Linked DNA regions of Sus scrofa: region 1 is linked to region 2. A link is a contact called in public Hi-C data. All regions are on one chromosome and are shown on one strand. The core of a region is the stretch at or near the end of the contact, and the rest is flanking DNA. Distances in the headings are between cores, read along the strand shown.

Region 1 (4,954 bases), core at 1,269-3,768, 91 kb after region 2:
TGTAACAACAAATAAAAACAAAAACATCAAAGAATGTATAGTTGTATATGCTTGTAAAAGCACTATCTTTGGAAAAGTAAACAAGATACAGGAAACAAGTTTCCTTTGAGGGAGGTCACTAGATGGATGAAAGGAGGAGAGCAGGAGAACAATTTTTCCCCTCTCTCTGCGTGGCTTTTGAATTTTGTTTCATATGGATGTACATGTGTTACCCATTTTAAAGAGCTATTTTTTTAAACATAGCTCTCCACCAACTCGAATTATTTAATGAATACTTATCTTCATACCATAAAAGTTTAAAATGAGACTTCAGTAAATTCAACCAGATGAAATGTTTCTAGCTAAAAACAAAGCATCCTAGATGACAGAAGCCTACTGAGAAGAGAAATGGACTTTTATTACCGCCAGAGTTTTACTTCAAGACTTTACCAGACCACCTGATGGAGGTCTGGACATAGGCAACATTAAATACCTCCAAGCCTCAAATGAACCACTTTAAAGAGCTCTAAAAGAGGAAGTCCCAAGTACCAAACGGACATCAATCACCCCCACCTAAGTGTGAAGTTCTCACAATAACTTCTACCCTGCAGTCTCCACACAAGGGAAAAAAAGATGAGTCTCCAGCTCTTTCCCAGAAAACAAGAAGATATATGCCCCCCAAATTCCTGTGCTTCCTCTGTATCATCTCTAGGCTCCATCTGTAACCATGGCAACAGAAAACAGCACAAAAGACAGCTGAACCATGCAAAGGCCAGAGTTAAACCGGGAAGTGAAAAATACATACACACTTTAAAGCCCAAGAACATAACGCCCTAGAATAAGAACGGCTGCTCCCCCTCCCCTCCAAAAAAGAGGCTTGGGAGAAAAATACCAAAGAAAGAACACAAAGGAAAAAGAAGAAACAATAAGGCTTACTTATGTCCCATTCCTAGTTATCCAGATAGGAGACAAGGTTGGCAAATATAAGTGGAAAACACAGAAAATGCACCCCCCGCAATATTTTAGCTATTTATTTCAATGCTATTCAGCAAACGTTTTGCTTGTAAGTTTATCACTTCCTCACCTTGGCAGAGGTAAGAAGCAGCAACTACCCAAAAAGAGTGACAACACAGGAGTAAATTATGGGACCATGTATAATCTGCTAATTGAAAACCCAGGTTTTGGATCACGGTATTGTACCTTAAAGTTCCTTTTTTAAAATTGCTCTTTGTATTTGCAAATGTGAAAGAAACATCCCTCTCGCTTCTTAAATTTAAAACTTCCACTGGGTTACGTTATTGTCCAACAGTCGTTTCAGATCGCTTTTATTTTCATGGGCTGTTCACAAGGCATCAATAATGTACAGCCAAAACCGAAAGCGCTAAGATCTTTTACCAAAAAAGAGGCAAATAGGTCACACAAAGTAGGAGGGCTGGAGACGAGAGAACCCTGATGTCTTGATTTACAGTTACTACTCTTAAGCCTTATGCTCTTTGCTCTTTACCTTTCTTAGTTCAATAAGGATAATAATTTTACTAAAAGGAAATCTCTCTTACTTGCTTTTTAATGACCCTAGTCCTCCTTAGAAAGGCTACCAAAATCCCCTGCCAGAATAATTGAATGGGTTGGGGCACCGATTCCTAAATTTAGGGGAAGTTTGCATTAAATATACAGCATGACCATGGGAGTATCCGAAGAAAGAAAAGTTAATTTTGTAAGAAGTTGCAGTGACAGGTTCAAAAGACGGGACAGCGTGGGGCAGGTTGGCTCTGGGAAGCGTTTGTAGCCTGGGAGTCTCTAAGACAACACCAGATACGAACAGTGCTGTCAGTTACTCCCTCAAATCATGTAAACTATCCCTTTTGCACAGGAGCACCAGGCTCTCTCTCTCTCTGGCAGCAAGTCTAGCCCGCTGCTTGGGAAAAAGGCAGGCGCATGGTCAAGGGGCTCTTTATCCCGCAGGTCCCTGCAACACAGCGATGCGCATGCGCCCCGAGGGCAGCGAACAAGCACCCCTAGCTCGTTCACACTCGCGCATGCGCCGTCACCCATCTCGCCGCAGGCGACAGCTCACTATTTGGCAAGGGGGATGGGGCTGGGAAAATTATGGGGGGGCCGAAGGCAGGGGGCGCGTTTGTGACTCCTGAATGCTTGGGATTAGGAGAAGGAACGGTTGATAAGGCTCTGGCATTCACAGGCCACGTAACCCGGAATGTGGGAAATGGGGCAGAGTGTGTGTGTGGCGCGGGGGAGGGGGGGAGTGGGGGTCAGTCACCTCTTAAGGGAGACGCCCCCCCACCCCACCCCCGCTCCGACAGGACAACCCTTTCCCTTGACTCTCCTCCCCCCACTCACCTGAGAGCGGCGGCGACAGCTGCTGGTCCCCGTCCCCCTGCGCTCGCCTCATACTGTCCGCAACATCCGGGACCTGCGGGACCGCCGATACACAAATACACACACACACACACTCGGAGCGCGCACACTCACACACACACACCGAAACACACCGGCCGGGGCGTCATGGCGTCAGCACGCCGACGCAGCGAGCGCGTACCCGCCGAGCCCCACCCCACGCGGCCTCCGCCCCCTCTACTCTCCTCCCCTCCCCTCTCTGGGTTCTCCTGCTCCTCCTCCGTCTCAAGACTCCGCCTACCTTCCCTATTGCGCATGCGTCTCGGGGTGGGGGGAGTTTCTCACCAGGGCCTGGGGATTTGAGAGGAGGGAGGGGCCTGAGAAGAAAGAGGCGGGAACTCGGAGAGGGTCGCGTGCAGGGTGCGGCAGGCTTCGCGGAGGTGCGAGGACCAAATAGAGCCGCATCAAGGGAGGGAGTCGGGATGGGCGTAACAATAAAGGCATTTAACAACAGCAACTTACATTTGCAGACAGGGTGTGGATTCCTATCCACTTTTACATGCATTACCTCATTTCTTTCTAGTCAACTGTGCGTCGGTAACCTATTTTCCGGACTTGGATGATGGAGACTCTTTTAAGCAACTTTTAAAATGTAGCATTTGGAAACAAACATGAAGAGCCATTCGTTTGACGGAAGGCAGACATACAAGAAGCTTCATTGAAAGGGAGCGGATTAAATGACAATTTATTGTCTTGGACACCTGGGGCCCCAAGTGGCTTTGCTCACATCCTACCTCCCAAGGGCTATCAGTGATTCCTGAGTTGAGTAAAAGAAAAAGGTCTCAGAGCATCTTGGCCTTGGAAGAAAAAAGGCATATCTACATTAGAGCAAAAACAGTAGGGATAGATTTTTTTTTTTTTGCTACAATTCTTTCCTTTAGCTTAAACTTTAAAAAATTATTCTTACTGAATCAAGCCAAATAATCCAGGGCAGGCATTGTCTCTTCTCCAAACTGAGACTGTAGCAGTAAGTAGACACACATGCAAATAAGTGAGAAGGCGTCATATCCAAAAGAGCAACTAGATGAACCTGTGGGTCATGAGGCGACAAAGTACGGGCCCTTCCTTGGGGACAGCTATGGGAAGTTCTGCTTCTGTGGGACCGTCTCCAAGAGACAGTAGTGCTCACTGTCTCCTGCCACTTGCATCCTGGCGCCAGGTGGCTGGTGAGTCTGTTCAGCAAGAAAGGTTGGGCTCCCATGAGCACAGCCACGGGGGAGGGAGGCTATGACAGTGCCAGGCTGCCTTCATTTTCAAATACACAAGCAGATCCTACAGTCTCGCAGCTTAAAGTGTCCTAGGAACCACAGATGAAATAGTCCAAACTCCTAAAGCTTGCTCCACCCCTATTTCAGCTAAAATGTTCAATCAAGAAATGGAGACCCTAAATTCAATAATGATGCAGTTTCTGTGCCTACACTTAAAATAAGAAGCTATCAGACTGATACTTGAAACTTTCCAATTAAATTTCACTCAGAGTTTCCCTGGTGGCCTAGTGGGTTAAGGATCCGGTGTTGTCACTGCTATGGCACAGGTTTGATCCCTGGCCCAGGAACTTCTACATGCCGCAGGTACAGCCAAAAAAAAAAAAAAAAAAAAATTCACTCATCATCATCAATAAACATTCACACTGTCAGCCGAAGCTGGCAAAGTTTTAGGTCGTTGGGAAAATTCAGTGTCCCCAGAGTAACCCAGTAACCAGTTACAAGTAACTGATTCCTAGTGTCACTGAGGCTGTTTAGTTCCTGTTCTCTTGACTTCAGATTTCACAGGATGGCAGGGAAGAAAGAAAAGGGGTACTCCTTGGAGGTAGGAGCAAGGAGGTAGGGAAGAGGCGAAGAAGGAAGAAACTGGAGGCATAGACCGCAAACTTTGGCTAGGTCACAACTGAGGCTAATCATTACATTTTAGTTAGACTCTGCCTGGGACCTAGGAAGTGATTCCTCAGAGGTGCTAAGTCTGTGCCTACAGCTTGTCCAGGCTGGCCCTGAATCTCCAGAGACCTGGAAAGACATTAGAGTCCCATTCCCCATCTGTAGCCTGGTGCGATGAGGCTCCCATTCTGCTGTGGGGACCATACCGCCCACCTGAGATGTGATCCCCGCAACCTCTGTACAAAGGACTTTGATTTGGTGTGGATCTGATTAAATGACTGTAGATGTCCTTGGAAGCACTGTGTGGAGGAATTTTAAACAGCTTCTCCTTTTTAATATGCACTTCCTCTTCGGTTTTAATTATTTTGTTCCTACATTTTCCCTTTCAATTTACTAAAATCTAGAAATGTAATTAGAGCAGAGGCTGGGCTCAGAGAAAGCTGCCAGGATTTCTACAGCATGATTAAATATACTAGGCATCCCTTTAGTGTGGGGCTGAAAAAATAGGATTCTCATTATTATCTTTCCTTATCCAGGAAAGAATCAGCACCACGTACAGAGACGGATTTATTGAAAATGCAGCACTAATTAAAAACTCACCCAGCCTCTTGACGAGGTATGGGGGGGAAAGTGCAGTTGTTTAATTATTTTCTCCAGTTACTGTTTTGTTGTTGCAACTACAACAAGCA
Region 2 (4,379 bases), core at 310-2,809:
AGGGAGTGGGCCCAGCTACGCCTCTGCCTCGCTGAGAGCCGGAACCAGCTGCCCACGCTCAGGCCGACAGCTTCCTCCTCCCAGCCGGACCAGAGGCTCAGAGGCCAGACAAGGATTTATCTGTTCCTTCCTCCCCTGGCTTTGGGGTGGGGGGTGGGGGTCTTTGACTAGACAAGCACATTCCCACCCCCACCCCCGGGGAAGGGCTGCTGCATCCTGTACCACCCAGGGTGCCTGAGGAATGCAGGGGGCTCTGAGACGCTGCCTGGGTTCTGCAGAATCTGTCTCCCTCATCGCACTTGGCCCAGGCTGATATTAAGATTCATCTGCATTCCCCGCGCACCCGCCTGGCAGATGGTGGGGGAGGAGGCTGGGTGCGTGCTGGGGGCTGCAGCCAGAGACCAAACTGGGCCTCGAGGGCCAGGGCAGAGTGCCCACCCTCCCTGCCCCACGGGGCCCAGCCCAGGCTGGAACCACTCCAAATGCTGGGGTGCCTCCTCACCCTCACAGCTTCTAAGGGATGGTAGGATCTGACCTTTGGTTTTTCTAAGGACTAAAAGGGCCCTGCAAACCCAGGCAGAAAACAGAGCTGTAAGGTGATGGCGGATGAGCCCCTCCTTGGAAAATCTCAAATGAGGATCTTTTTTTCTTCCTTCTTGCCCTGGAGGCTTGCAGAGACCAGAGACAGACAGAGACTCAGCTGGGCAGAGAAGCCCCACATCCCAACCTGTGATGCCCTGGATTCCAGGGAGGGCAGTAGCAAAGAATGGAGGTACAGCCATTGGTACAGCCTTCTGGGGCCGGGGGGGAGGTTTATCCCCTGACCCCAGATTCAGAATCCAGCCTGACCCGGCGCAGCCCTTTCAGCCCAGAGCTCCAGCCAAAAGTTTCCTGTCACAGCGATTGGACTGAGAGGTGCAGGGGGCAGGCACGGAGGGTTATCTCAGCCCCTCTGAGTAAAGTAGAAGAGGAAAGGGACTGACATGATACCAAAAGGACTACAGGCTAGACACCTAGAAGAACTTCCCTTGGCACAAAAGCAGAAAATTGGACTTTGGGCTGTGGGGATAGGAGAATGTTCTTTTCTGGCTCTTGTAACGGTTGGGAAAAAATGATCTTTCCAAATTCCAGGTCTCTCGGGGTTCGGGGCCTGGCAGCAGATCCCCAAATGCCCGCTCCCGGGGACAGGCGCCTTGCCAGAGGGGTGGAAAAAGTAGGGTGCCTTTCCCCGGGCCACCACCCTCTCCCTTCCTCGCCAAGCGTTACTCCGCCCCCGCGTCTGTCCCCGGCCTCCCAGGTCCCGGGGCTGCGGGCCGGCAGGGGAGGAGTTAACTCCGGAGGTACCGGCTGGGCTCACAGTACCTGCCGCCGCCGCCGCCGCCGCCGCCGCCGCCGCCGCCGCCGCCGCGGGTGGGAGGGACGAGGAAGCGGAGCCGCCTGGGCGCCGGGAGCGCTCCAGTCTGGCGGGGCGCAGCGAGGCGAGCGGCGGCGGGGCTCGGCTCGGCCCGGGGCTTCCGCCAGGGGGCGCGCCGCGACGGGGCGGGAGGGGCCGTCTGGTCTGGGGAATTAGCGCAGGGACGAGCGCGCGCGCGGGTCCCCCACACATCTGGGCGAGAGCCGCGCCACTGGAACCGAGGGGGCATATCGGGAGCGACGGAGCCACCGCGCAGCTGGGGCCCTTCGAGGCGCTCGGGGCGCACATCTGGGGCCTCGCGAGGGGGCCACGCCGCGCGCAGCTGGACCAGGGGAGGGGGGGCTGCGGCTGCACAGCTGGACCGAAGGGGGCGGGGTCGGTCCTGGGCGGCTGGCAGCGCGGAGGGCCGCGAGTGGCCGGGCACTGGAGCATGGGACGGCGCACCTGAAAGAGCAGGGGTGAAGAAGGGCCTGGGACCCTAAAGGAAAAAGAGGAGAGAAAGGGGCACGGGAGCAAAGGACGAAGATGCAACTGACTCGCTGCTGCTTCGTGTTCCTAGTGCAGGGCAGCCTCTATCTGGTGAGTGGTCCGCGGGGAGCGGCGCGGAGGGGCGGGGGCCCGGAGAATTGGGGGAGAGCGCGGGAAGCTCCGGAGCCCGGAAACTTTCTCCCTTCCCCCCCACATCCCGGGGATGGAAGCGTAGCCTGGAGGCTGGGGGAGAGGGCGGGTCCGAGGCCGGAGACTGTACAGAAAGGGTTAATAGGGGCGGGGAGAGGGTGCTGGGCTGGCCCACCCACTCGGCCGCTGGTGGCAGGAGGTGCGACGGGCACGAGGGAAAATGCCCGCAGCCGTCGCCAAGGGTTACTCGACCCCTTTCGGCGCCCGGGGCCCCGCGGAAGGGGAGTGGGAGGTGGTTGTGGAGCCGATGACCTGCCAGGGCAGGGGGCGTGGGCTCGTCTCTGACCTCGGGGGACCCGGAGGACCCCGGGCTCTGGGTTCCCCAGCGCACGAGCCTGTCCAGGAGGGGGGCCGCCCCTGCGTCCCTCGCTCCCGCCTTCCCTCCCGCTCCCTCCCTCCCTCCCTCCCCGCCTGTTGTTTTCCTCTCCGCTCCCGGCTGCGCGCAGCCCGAGCCCCACAGGACCTGGGCAGGCGGCTCCCGCCCCGGGCGCTCGCGGTAGCTGAGCGGAGCGCCCGGAGCCGGCTCCCCGTGCGCTCGCTCGCGCCTTCCCTGCGGCCCAGGACGGGGGGAATCCACCCCCGCCCCCCCAGCCCAGGGCTCAACTCCCCTCCGACCCAGCGCCCGCCAATCGGCTACCTAGCAATCCTGTCGTGGAGAAGCCTCGGCCCCACATCTGGGTCTGCCCTTCTCAAAACAATAATCCCCTTTGCCACTGGGTGGGCGAATCCTTCTCCCCATCCTCCAGCCTTCAGCTGTGACCCTAGGAGGCCAAGTACACAGAGGTCTGCCGCCGGGAGCCCAACTCCCAGAGTCTCTCCTCCTGCTGTCTCTCTGCCCTGGCTTTGGATCCTGGCAGGCAGGGCCACTGCACACAACCGAGGTCATGGCCAGAGCAGAACAGGGGACCAGAGGACCCCAACCCCCTTTGGAGCCCTCCAGACCCCAGCCCGTAGGCATCCTATGTCCTCACCCCAGGGTCACTAGCAATTCCAGATGCTGCTCAGCTGTGTGCTGGGGCCCCTGGTCTTGGTATCGAGACACAGAGGGCCAATCCTTGCTTCAAAAGCTGAGCACACCCACACCGGGTGACTGTCCTCAGGAACCCTGGTGCCCTCTGGAGCTGTGTCCTCTGTTTGAGCTCATCAGGCTGTCCTGCTGGCCTTCCCCACCGCTCCTCCAAGAAACATCCCCAGATGTTGCCTGTCCCTGGGGCTGATGCCGCAGAGGCCAGTGGAGGCTCTGCAGAGCTTTACACGAGATTCCAGGTGGGGATGGGGCTCGGATAAAACCCCCATAGGAGGACCCATCTGGTTTGTGAGACTGGGAGTGCGGAGGGATGGGAGGGCTGAGTCTGTGCGACGTAGCCGTGAATGATGGTATCTGTGAGCCTCATGTCGCCATCTGTGAAATGGGCACAATACGAACTCCTGCCTCCTAGCACAAAGAATGCTCTGGCCTGTTATCATCAGTGGTCCCCAGAGGAGCATTTGGCCATCCTCTTGGGTATGGAACGCACCCGCGTCTCCCTCTCGTCGTCCTGCCAAAACCTAAACCGCATTTGTATTTGAGGGAGAATTTCACTGAGTTCCTTTTTCTTTTCCATTATCTGTTGATTCTCTTTGCCTCTGAGGGTAAAACTTTCCCAGGGTAGGGATGGTATCTCATCCAGCAGACTGGGAAGTCCCCAAAGGCAGGGACTGTACCTCCCCTGCCAAACTCAGGGCTCTCCCAGCAGAGGGATGGAGCTCCCCTGTCTGACTTGGGGCTCTCTGAGGCCAGAGACTAAGCCTCTCCCCATCGGCCAGGGAATTTCACAAAGGCAGGGACTCTGTCTCTCCTGTCAGACAGGGGTGCTCTGTCAGCACAAGGATGTGCTTCTGCCATCAGATGAAGGCTCTGCCAAGATCAGAAGCAGGGCCACCCCCATCAGACTGGGGACCAGGAGTACAGACCATGTACCTCTGCTGCCGTGGTCCCCTGGAGAGTCTTCTCCACTGTCCTTCCAGATTTTGAACAGTGGCCAGAGGCAAGACAGTGGGGAGAGGAGGGAGGGGTGAGCAGAAGGCCAGAACATGAGATGGAGGAGTTCCCGTTGTGGCTCAGTGGTTAATGAATCTGACTAGGAACCATGAGGTTGCGGGTTCGATCCCTGGCCTTGCTCAGTGAGTGAAGGATCCAGTGTTGCCGTGAGCTGTGGTGTAGGTCACAGATGTGGCTCGGATCCTGCATTGCTGTGACTGTGGTATAGACCGGCGGCTACAGCTTCAATTGGACCCCTAGCCTGGG

What was found. Hi-C and Micro-C count contacts between places; a contact is called where the count stands out from the background.
Region 1: a Hi-C map of omental adipose tissue shows a contact between it and region 2, with 3 times the contacts expected there. The contact joins the promoter of SPOP here to the promoter of NXPH3 in region 2. A contact is called at or near these places in 1 of 5 promoter capture datasets (liver), 39 of 47 Hi-C or Micro-C datasets (adipose tissue, alveolar macrophages, blood and 18 more) and 1 of 2 datasets of contacts at active chromatin or transcription factors (skeletal muscle).

The regions. Positions count from the first base shown.
Region 1 is chr12:25,858,111-25,863,064 of Sscrofa11.1, forward strand. It overlaps SPOP (speckle-type POZ protein), which reads right to left and starts at 2,519. Exons shown (of 10, transcript XM_021067137.1): 1 at 2,335-2,519.
Region 2 is chr12:25,767,615-25,771,993 of Sscrofa11.1, forward strand. NXPH3 (neurexophilin-3) reads left to right here and starts at 1,560. Exons shown (of 2, transcript XM_003483007.4): 1 at 1,560-1,993. The coding sequence starts at 1,940.